2 separate regions of the Mus musculus genome follow, and region 2 is linked to region 1. Evidence: chromatin contacts called from public Hi-C data. All regions are on one chromosome and are shown on one strand. The core of a region is the stretch at or near the end of the contact, and the rest is flanking DNA. Distances in the headings are between cores, read along the strand shown.

Region 1 (4,952 bases), core at 851-3,350:
CTCCTCCTTCTCCTTCTTCTTCTTCTAAAAGCAGTTCTGTCAGGTTTAACTCCTGGTTTAATTTAATTTTCTTTGTTGAGTTAATGAAATACATATAGCATTTAAAACAATGGATGAAGGCAAGTCCAGCTCAGCCAGGCAGGCTTTGAAAATCACTCTTCATAGGAAAGTAGAGTTCCTGTAGAATTCTGAGGTCCTCCCTCCTCAATAAAAGAGATGCCCACCCCCCATGTGATGCACCCCTGGCAGCTTCCTCCACTGAGAACCCACCCCTGGGAGGGAGAGCTTGCTGGGAGGCAGGCTGGTAGCTAGCGGCCTGGCCCCAGGAAGTAGCAAGCGCATCTACCTGCCAGCACAGGTGTGGGGAAAGTCCAGGGCGAGGCCAGGAGGAGGCTCAGTCCAGAGGGAACCCCTTTCCACTAGAGAAAGTCCCAGAAGCCACACCCACCTTCCTTCCTTTCTGTCACTGGAGTCACTAGAATGGCCTTGCTTCCTCAGGAAGAAACCTCAGCCCTAAGAATCCCTTTCACGAAGTGCACACATCCTCTACATAATACTTTGCACACCCACTGTGTACGGAAAAAAAAAACTTTCATAAATAGATGCTATATGTGCACACACGAATGCCTACGGGGGCAAACAAGTGAGCCCGGGCATAATACACACCTCCCTTGTCCATCACAAAACACATTCTCAAGAGCCCTGTTTTCTCTTTAGAAGCCTAAAGTACTCGAGGTCTTAATTCTCTCACCCAAGGCGGGAGGAAAAAAGCAGGACTCAAACTCTCTCAGGAAGACCCAGGAAAAGGGGGTGGGGACTGCTTTACTTCTAAGTTGGACCACATTGGAGGTGGCCCTGGGAACGTCAATTAGCCCGGTAAACGTCCCCTCTTCTGTAAAATGGGCCTAAGAACATCTCAGGCCACCGGACGTCAATAACTCAGAGAGCCACACAGCCAGCGCCAGTCAAGCCCTTTTCTACACACATTAATTATTATCAACCACTAAATTATCTCAACCTGAAGGAACCGGCCAGCGCTGAGCCAGAGCTAGGAAGTGAGGACATTCCCCTGTGACGCCCCTTCCAACCTCAGAGCCCACACCCATTCCGGTCTAAGAAGGGGAGGGTCTCAGGTCCTCGTCTCCACCTAGGTGGTGAGATCCTAAGCAAGAGAGCGGTCGCGGTCGCGTCCTAGGTCTCCACGCCCAGACTCGAAGCCAACGCCCTTTCAGCCGGGCGGGTCACTCAGCTCTAGGCGCACCTGGCTAGCGTAAAGTAGGGATTTGGTACTTGAGTCCACGGCGTTGTCATTAGGGTCAGCAGACGATTTCCCCAGCAATCCCAGGAGTTCCCGCAAATTAAATTCCAGGTGTGACTGGAAGGTCTGAGTGCTTAACCCACCCCAACACTGCAGCGGCACCGCCAGGAGCACCGTGTCGAGCAATCACGCCAGGTCCCAGCCCACAGATGGCACCGCGGAAAGGCCTATGTTCCTAGGTCCTCATCCCAGGACCATCTCCCCCTCCCTCACACCCGGGAAGCGATGCGCAGTGGGGCGCGCTGCCGGATACCCCCCGATTACTGCAAATTTAGGGCCTGGCCACAACACTCACCAATGGACACGAGCTTAATGCTTTCGTGGTCTAGGAACTCCAGAGCCACAGACACATTCTCCAGCTTCATCTGTCTGAAGGTGGGCCGCTGATGGTACTTGTGGTGCATGCGCTTCTGGCTGAGCACCTCGAGCAGCGCGATGAGCCGTAGCCCGTCGCTCAGGTCGGTCTGCAGGTTCCCGATGCGTTTATTCACACACTTGAGGTGCTCGTTGCACCAGCGCGTGAACGTGTTCTGCTGAATCTTCTTCCACGGCGCGTCCTCCGCCAGGTCTTTCTCCGTCACCGGCATCCTGGAGGCAGAGAGTACGCGGAAACAACGAGCTGCAGGGACTGAGATGAAAAGCCCCAAGGGCCCGGGGAAGGGGAACTGAGGCAAGTGGGGAGAGGGTTAGAAAGCGCTGCTATACTAGCCGCAACAGGATCAGGACTGCCTTCGTCCGTCCCCGGGCGCGAAGTAGCCTGGCCTGGCGCCTGCGCGCTACGCCGCCCCGCCCCCGAGGCTCCGCCCCGTTTCTACCCTATAGAAGCGAACTCCTTAGCTGCGCTCGCCCTCTACGGTCCAAAGCCTGCATTACGCCGGAGGGTAGGGTGGGGTGGTGCTTCCTAAGTATCCCCAACCTGATGTACTGCCCAGCAAGGAGAAAGTAACTTGGGAAAGGCCTAGAATAAGGGCACACGAGGAGGCGGGGGACTAGCCTAGAAGGAATGGTTGCGTCAAGAGGGAATATGCCACCCATCTATAGGTTCAGTGAGAGGAAAGTGTTTTTCTCAGAGTCTGCACGTAAATTAGACACGTTGATTTCTAAATGAAAAGGAACTCAGAGCTGGGCGTGGTGGCGCATGCCTTTAATCCCAGCACTTGGGAGGCCGAGGCAGGCGGATTTCTGAGTTCGAGGCCAATCTGGTCTCCAGAGTGAGTTCCAGAACAGCCAGGGCTACACAGAGAAACCCTGTCTCGAAAAAACAAAAACAAAACAAAACAAAACAAAAAAGAAAGAAAGAAAAGGAACTCAGCCTTAAAGTCCAATACCACGTCCATCTGAGTAGCAGTAGTGAAAACGAACTGTTTTCTATGGCTATTAGAAGTTTTTTGCTGGTGTAACACAGATTTCCTGTCTTGCATGTCAGTAAGTTAGATGTCCCGTCTGGGGTTCATTGGCCCAAGGCATTTCTTGCTGGAGCTTCTGGGAAATAATCTGCTCCTTTGCCGTGCCAGATTCTAGACGCTAGGTGCATGTGTTGGCTTACGATGCCTTTCTTGTCTTCAAAGCCGGTAAAACAAGGCACAGATACCTTTTTCACCCTGTCATCTCCTCAGTTCTCCATAGTCAGGTCTTCCTAGAACTCTCTTGAAGACCCTGTTGACTGTATTAGGCAAATTGATTAGTCCAGAAGATCTTGTTATGTTTTATTTTTTTTAACTATGATGGCCAAGAAAGGGCCGGATAAATGGGTCATGGCACCTACTGACCGGTGTCCCTCTTCTCTTCCCTTTGCCTGAGAATTCAGTTCCTTTCTCTCCACATCCCAAGCCTGGTAGCCCTCAGCTCAGCTTGGCTGTCTCCCCCCTGGCCCCCCAGTGTCGAGGAGCAGATGGAGATCTAAGGTCTCGAAGAAACTGAAGATACGTGTCTGACATGAATGATATCTGTTCCATGCTGGTCTGCATACCCCAGCAAGAGGTCTAGAGTGATCTCAACTACAGCTGAGTACCTGGTGTAGAATTGCCATATGAGATGTAGACGACAGATGAGTGAGTGGGTGAATGGATGGATGTGTGCTTGCAGACTGAGGGGGGCAGCCTTCATCCTGCATGCAGAATCAACTGGGGTGTGGGACACCCATCGTGTGAGACCTACAGCCTGACATTTCAGGCCTGAAGAATCTACATCCTGTCCCTGCCCTGGGTGGGGTGTTTGCTCTACTCATTTCCACAAAGCAATTAACTGCAAACATATCAATCCAAGGAGATTGATACTAGAAAGCCCAACAGTCCTTCCTGCCTTATAAGGAAGCTCTTGTCACTGACCTCTGCTGGTTCAGGCTCCCAGTGTCTGCTCTCATTCCAGCTTTTATACTTTCCTTTGGTATGGAAGAAACAGTAATAATACTAGGAGAACACCTCACAGTTTATCTTAGTGACTTAGCTTTCTGAGTCCTTATACACCCAGGGAGCGAACCTGGATCCTTAACTTCATTTTCGTTTGCTTGCCATTTTCCTTGTCCATAACATCAGATCTAATTATCTCTCCAGATTGAACTCCTGAGAGTGGGTGTGGGGGGACCTTTGCCACACAGAACTTGGCTCACTTACCCCTTCCTCCTGGAGGGAAACGTCAGCTATCTACAGGGTGTCACTAGACCATGCAACCGTACAGTCGAGTACAGAACAATAGGGCAAAGCTTCTGGTCCTATATAAATACAGGTTGTATATGTGTATATAATTACCTGTCGGTGCATAAAATACCTCTGGGATGATTCATAAGCAAACAGTAACCAAATTCATAGCCAACATTACGTTGGCGAGACAGAGTCCTTATACACCCATTTTCTTTCTTTTCTCAAGATTTATTTATTGTATGTATATTTATTTATTTAATGTCTATGAGTACACTAGCTGTCTTCAGACACACCAGAAGAGGGCATCAGATCCCATTAGAGATGGTTGTGAGCCACCATGTGGCTGCTGGGAATTGAACTCAGGACCTCTGGAAGAGCAGTCAGTGCTCTTACCCGCAGAGCCATCCCGCCAGCCTGGGAGAGGTATTTTCTTTTCTGCAGTGTGCTCAGTCGTGTGCAGCTCCCCTCCCCCAAACAGGGTCTCATATAGTTCATGTGAGCCTCAAACTCCTCATGTAGCCAAGATGGCCTTTGAACTTTTGATCCTCCTGTTTCCACCTCCTATGTGCTAAGATTGCCAGCATGTATATCACAGTGGCCTTAGAATTTTTTAAAGTCAATTAAATTAATATTTGTAAAATTCAGATTTCAAGTTGGAGGTGAACTCAGTGACTGAGGTCCTGTGTAACAAGCACAGTGTTGCTTGTTGGTGGAAGAAGCTGGCAAGCATCCCCCTTACTCTGTGGTCAAAGTCAGCCTCACCTGTGAATGGGGAACAACGGGATGCCACAGACCTCCCCTCCACAGGATATGGTGACAGGGGCACTTCATCTTTGGGTTGTTCTTTAAAACACTTACTAGAGACCTCTGTCTGCCTTGAATTTCAAAGAGGGAGAGGATTGAGAGTTTGAGATCAGCATTGGCTAGCCTTAGCAAGACTCTGTCTCTAAAACAGTAACAATATTATCCTACACACACACACACACACACACACA
Region 2 (4,764 bases), core at 1,770-4,269, 530 kb before region 1:
CCATACCTCCAGCTCTCGTAGTGTGGTCTGGACATTGCACTGGGTCCTTCTGCCCAGAGCTGGGCTTCAAAGGCCAAAAGAAGGCTCAGTCACTAGGCCCCCATGCAGCCAGTAAACCTGACTTCAGCAGGAGACCAGAGAGATGAGGGAAATGTAATGAACGTGTGGCCCTCCTTCCCTTCTACTTTACCAAGAGCAAGGCCAGTGGATAATTAGGAGATGGAGGGCGACTTCAGGTTGACTGCTCCAGCAGATGGCCATCTGGGCCCTTTGCAACCTCTCTCCCAGCAGGAAGGAAGCTGAGCCCATGCCAGACTGTACTGGAGAAGAAAGGAGTGCGGAGCAAAGGCACACAATGTGGGCTGGAGAGAATACAGCACAAGAGCTATGGAATTCAAATTTGTCATGCAGTGATGTATGTGTGAGTATGTGTGCATGAGTGTGCATATGGGTGTGAGTGTATGTGAGTGTGTGCGTGTGTGATTGCATGGGTGTATATGTATATGTGAGTGTATGTATGTGAGAGTGTTATGAGTGTGTGTGTGCGCACGTGTGTGAGCATGTGTGTGTGTGTGTGTGTGTGTGTGTGTGTGTGATGTGCATATGCATCCCACAGATGTATGCATATTGAGGCCAGATGTTGATAAGACGATTTCCAATGTCACCGTTCACTTTGTTTTTGAGACAGCGTCTCTCTGTGTTAGGGTTAGAGGAACAGACGTGATGGAATGAATCTCTGATAGAATGATATGTACCAAAGGGGTCATTATAGTGGCTTGCAGGCTGTCATAGTGGCAATACTTGGTTGTCAACTTGATTACATCTAGAACTATCCAAAACCCCCAAATGGAGAGGCATACCTGTGAAGGAGTTTTGCTTAACCCGAAGTGAATAGATCCACTTCTAATCCAGATCTTGAGGTGGGAAGGCAGACCTTTAATCCTTTGATCTGGGTAAACTCATGTCTAATCTGGGCCAGGCCCACTGCTAGAAACCTGCACAAGGACAGATAGAAGGAACTTTTGCTCTTTGCCTGATTGCTCTCACCCTCACTAGCAAATCCATTCCTTCACTGGCAGCAGAGCCTACCTTAGGAAACTGTTGTCTCCTGAAGACCAACTAAGACATCCAGCCTCGTGGACTGAATGGATTAGCTGGACCACAGCCTGTAAGTCATTCTAACAAATCCCCTTTCTGATTATAGAGAGATATTTATTTGTTCCATAAGTTCTGTTATTCTAGAGAACCCTAATATAGCTGAGTTCTGGCTCACCCAACAATGGCTGTCTCCCAATGGAAAGACCAAAAATTTAGTAGCTGTTCAGTCCATGAGGCTGGATATCTCAGCTGGAACTTGTCATCGAGAGTGAAGGCAAGCAGGCAAAAAGCAAAAGGCTTCTTTGTTCCACGTCCTTTTTGGTAGGCTGCCATCTGAAATGGCGGGGAGGCACATTTAGGGTGGCTCTTCTGGCCTCAGATGATCCAGATTATGGGTGTCTTCCCACCTCAAATGATCCAATCAAGAAAAACCCCTCACAGGTGTGTCTAACCGCTTAGGTTTTAGTCACTTCCAGATGTAATCCAGTGGAAAACCAAGATTAGCTATCACACTGAGCCAGGAGCTTACTACTCCAGCTCCCGGGCTCTCCCTGCCTCTGCATCCCAGCACTGGTTTATAGGTAGATGTTACATGCCCAGTGTTTTACACGGGTGCAGAGGATCCAGCTTGGGTTTTCATTCTTGTATAGAAAGCACTTTCCCTACTGAACCTGCCCCAGCCCCTGTCGGGACCTCTTTCACAGAGTGAGGCAGAACCCACTCCATACTTAGACTGTTTCAGTAACTCCACCACCATTGGGCACCTGAGCTACTGCAATGGGACCAACACTGTCCTAAAGCTAGGGAGAAACTAATACACAAGACATGACAACTTCATTCCAGACTGGAGAGGTGCGCAAAGCCCACAGAAATATTTCAGTTGCTAAGTGCTATGAGGAAATATTGACCAGGGAGCCCAGGAGGTGACTTTGCATGGAAGCCCAAAGAAGGCTTCTCTCAGGAGGTGATGCCTGACAGTCGGGGGTCCAAAGGAAAGAATCAGGCAAGAACCAAAAGATAAGTGGGGGTGGGTGGGCATAGAGGCAGAGTGAGAACAGCAAACGCAAGTTCCTGTGGTATAGGACGGGCACTGTAGACCAGAGTCTTGAGGGGTTGCAGGAGGGATGAGAGTAGCAAACAAGGTTCTCGAAGCAAACATGGCGTGGTCAATCTTCCCGGTAAACTTGGAGGTGGAGGTGTTTTATATAGTTGGCCCTCTACCACCAAATGCCAAATCTTCATAAAACCTGTTCCATGTAGGCTCTGTCTCTAGGAAATGGGTGGCAGCAGGATTTCCCCTGGTCCAATCTTGGAAAGCCACTGAGTTAAGGTGTTAGACACCCGGGACTCTCCAGTGGGCACAGAATTCAGCATCGTTATTATCAGCACGATGGCAGCAATGCCCTGCTATGAAGAAGCTTTATCCAAATCGATACCTCCTTCTTCCTCAGCCTTACAGGATGGGGCCATTGTAGCCCCTCCAGCCCATCATAACGTTTATGATCTTATTTTTCTTTGGTTTAGAGAAAGAGCCGCATGTAGCCCAGGCTGGCCTTGAACTCACTATGTAACTCAGCATGACCTGATTTTTCTGCCTCTACTTCCTGAGTGCTCAGGTGGCAAGCACACAGCAGCATACCACTTTCAGTCAGTGCTGGCGACTGAACCCAGGTCTCTGTGCACCCCAAACTGAGCTTCAGTCACAGCCCAAAGGATAAGCTGATAAGTGGCATGGAAGTGGCATGATTCAGCCGACATTTTAGTAAAACGGAGGCTTCGGTTTACATGGGGTCACCCGACTACTGAACTGGTGGATGAATGGGACGAGTGTTGAGTGTCAGGAAAAGTTAAATGGTGTCCCCAAGGCTACAGAGCTGTGAAGGGAAGAGCTAGCATTTAATCCCAATGTGACTCCTGCCTTAATCTCTACCCCAGGCTGGTGTTAGAGAGGAGCCTAGTGGTTAGAAAAGGAAAGTGGCTGCTAGGGACACTTTGAGAACTTGGCCTCTGGCCTGGAATCCAGCCTCCAGACATTTTCCTGGCCTGAGCCCAGCCGGTTGCCCTCCAGCCGTCTCATGGCACCATCCTAGTGAATGATAGTCTGCTTTCAAGAGTTTCCGCTCTAGAAGAGCCCAACCCAATTGTCTTCAGAGATGTCCTATTAATAAGGCTGTCTGGCTTGACACTGGCACCCCCCCATAGGCCCACCCTGCCCCCCCCCCCCCCCGGAAGCTCAACTGCTGGCTCTCTGCTAAGCAGTGTGTGGCCAAGCCAGCCAGAGTTCAACTGCCTCTCCCCAGCCGTGTGACCACCCCATCTCTGCCCTGCTCCATCTTCCAGGTTGCCTTGGTTTTCCTTCCAGAGAGAGGCAGGAAGCTGGGAGATTAGGACCCTTGGGGACACCCCAGAGGGCCTTAAGGTGCCCAGGAATGTGCAGCTCCACAGCCTGACTGAAGTGCTTCTGGCTTTGGAGCAACACTGAAAACCACCTTTGTGCATACAAGAATGAGCTGCAAAACAGATCAGCGTGAACAGGGAGAGCCTGGACATATCCCTGAAGCCCACCCAAGCCTGGTACATACTTCACGCCATGGAAACAATCCAGGCATTGGTGGGGACCCCCGTGTGTCATACTGGAGTTCTGCATGTGGCTAGGGGATTGGATTCTCCAGAGATAGAGCCTAACCACACCCAGGAACCTCAGCCACTCACGCCCTCAAAGCCGTCTCCAACTCACAGCCAGGATTGGCTCTGGAGAGTTGGTTGGTGTTCAAGGCAAAGCCTTTATCTGATTTCTCCATTTCTGCAGTGAGAGATAACCTAGGTTCTCTGGCTGCTAAGGGCGTGTCCAGCACAGGCGGATGGAAACAAAACAAAACAAAACAAACAAACAAGCATGATGACAGTTTCAGACTGACCAACCTGCTGCAGATACAGGGATGTGGACACATCAGTTCAGTTTTCCATTCATCTCCTTGTGTGTAGGAGTTACCATCTAAGAGACCATCTGTGGGAACTGGGCTGGGTGACGTGTTTAGAATAGTCCTTTGTGTGTAGGCTACGCACCTGCTTTGCTGTGTCATTAGAACTATGTTCAATTCATTAACTACCTCAGGCTTTGCCTTGAGCCCTGACCAGCTCTCCATACCAAATCCTGGCTGTGAGCTGGAGACGGCTTTGAGAGCGTGAGTGGCTGAGGCTCCTGGGTGTGGATGTTACTCCAAGGGTGGGGGCATATTGACCCCTTCCTCCCGATGCTCACCTGGAGAAGATGATGGCCTCTGCATCCAGCATAGCCAGGCAGAACAGAAAAGCAAGGACAAGGCACAGGGTGAGCGGAGACCCTGAGAAGCTGGAGATGAAATCAGGCAGTGTTGCTTCCCTCGGGCACACTGTGAGCTTCCCTGGGACTGTGAAAGCTTTAATCTGCAAAGTCAATACCCTGGCCATAACCAGGATTAGTACAAGGCACAAATAAAGGTGCTTTTAGTTATGGAAGCAAATATTTCAGACCACTGTTTGGAACATTCCAGAAGCTTTCCAAATTGACCTGGTAGGCATACCTTGATATTACAGAGATGACTGAATGGGAGCCATATTTTAAGTGTTCACATTACCAGAATCTTTCCTCAACTTAAGCCAACAGCTAACAAAAAGATGGGACTG

What was found. A called contact is a pair of places that touch in the nucleus more often than the background predicts.
Region 2: a Hi-C map of the N1E-115 cell line shows a contact between it and region 1, with 10 times the contacts expected there. The contact joins the enhancer-like site here to the promoter of Flnb in region 1. A contact is called at or near these places in 10 of 39 promoter capture datasets (the 3T3-L1 cell line, the C10 cell line, cranial neural crest and 6 more), 13 of 484 Hi-C or Micro-C datasets (B cells, the Ba/F3 cell line, CD4 T cells and 10 more), 5 of 115 datasets of contacts at active chromatin or transcription factors (astrocytes, embryonic basal ganglia, embryonic forebrain and 2 more) and 1 of 9 other capture datasets (liver).

What each region holds. Positions count from the first base shown.
Region 1 is chr14:7,815,105-7,820,056 of GRCm38.p6, reverse strand. Flnb (filamin, beta) reads right to left here and starts at 2,100. Exons shown (of 46, transcript NM_134080.1): 1 at 1,614-2,100. The coding sequence starts at 1,905.
Region 2 is chr14:8,341,291-8,346,054 of GRCm38.p6, reverse strand. No RefSeq gene overlaps it. Among named protein-coding and RNA genes, the nearest start is that of 2610318M16Rik, 24 kb to the left of the region's middle. Within about 2 kb of position 3,019, at least 8 of the 459 cell types and tissues checked have an H3K27ac peak or open chromatin away from gene starts, as enhancers often do. A contact at or near this core is called in the N1E-115 cell line, where this site is marked.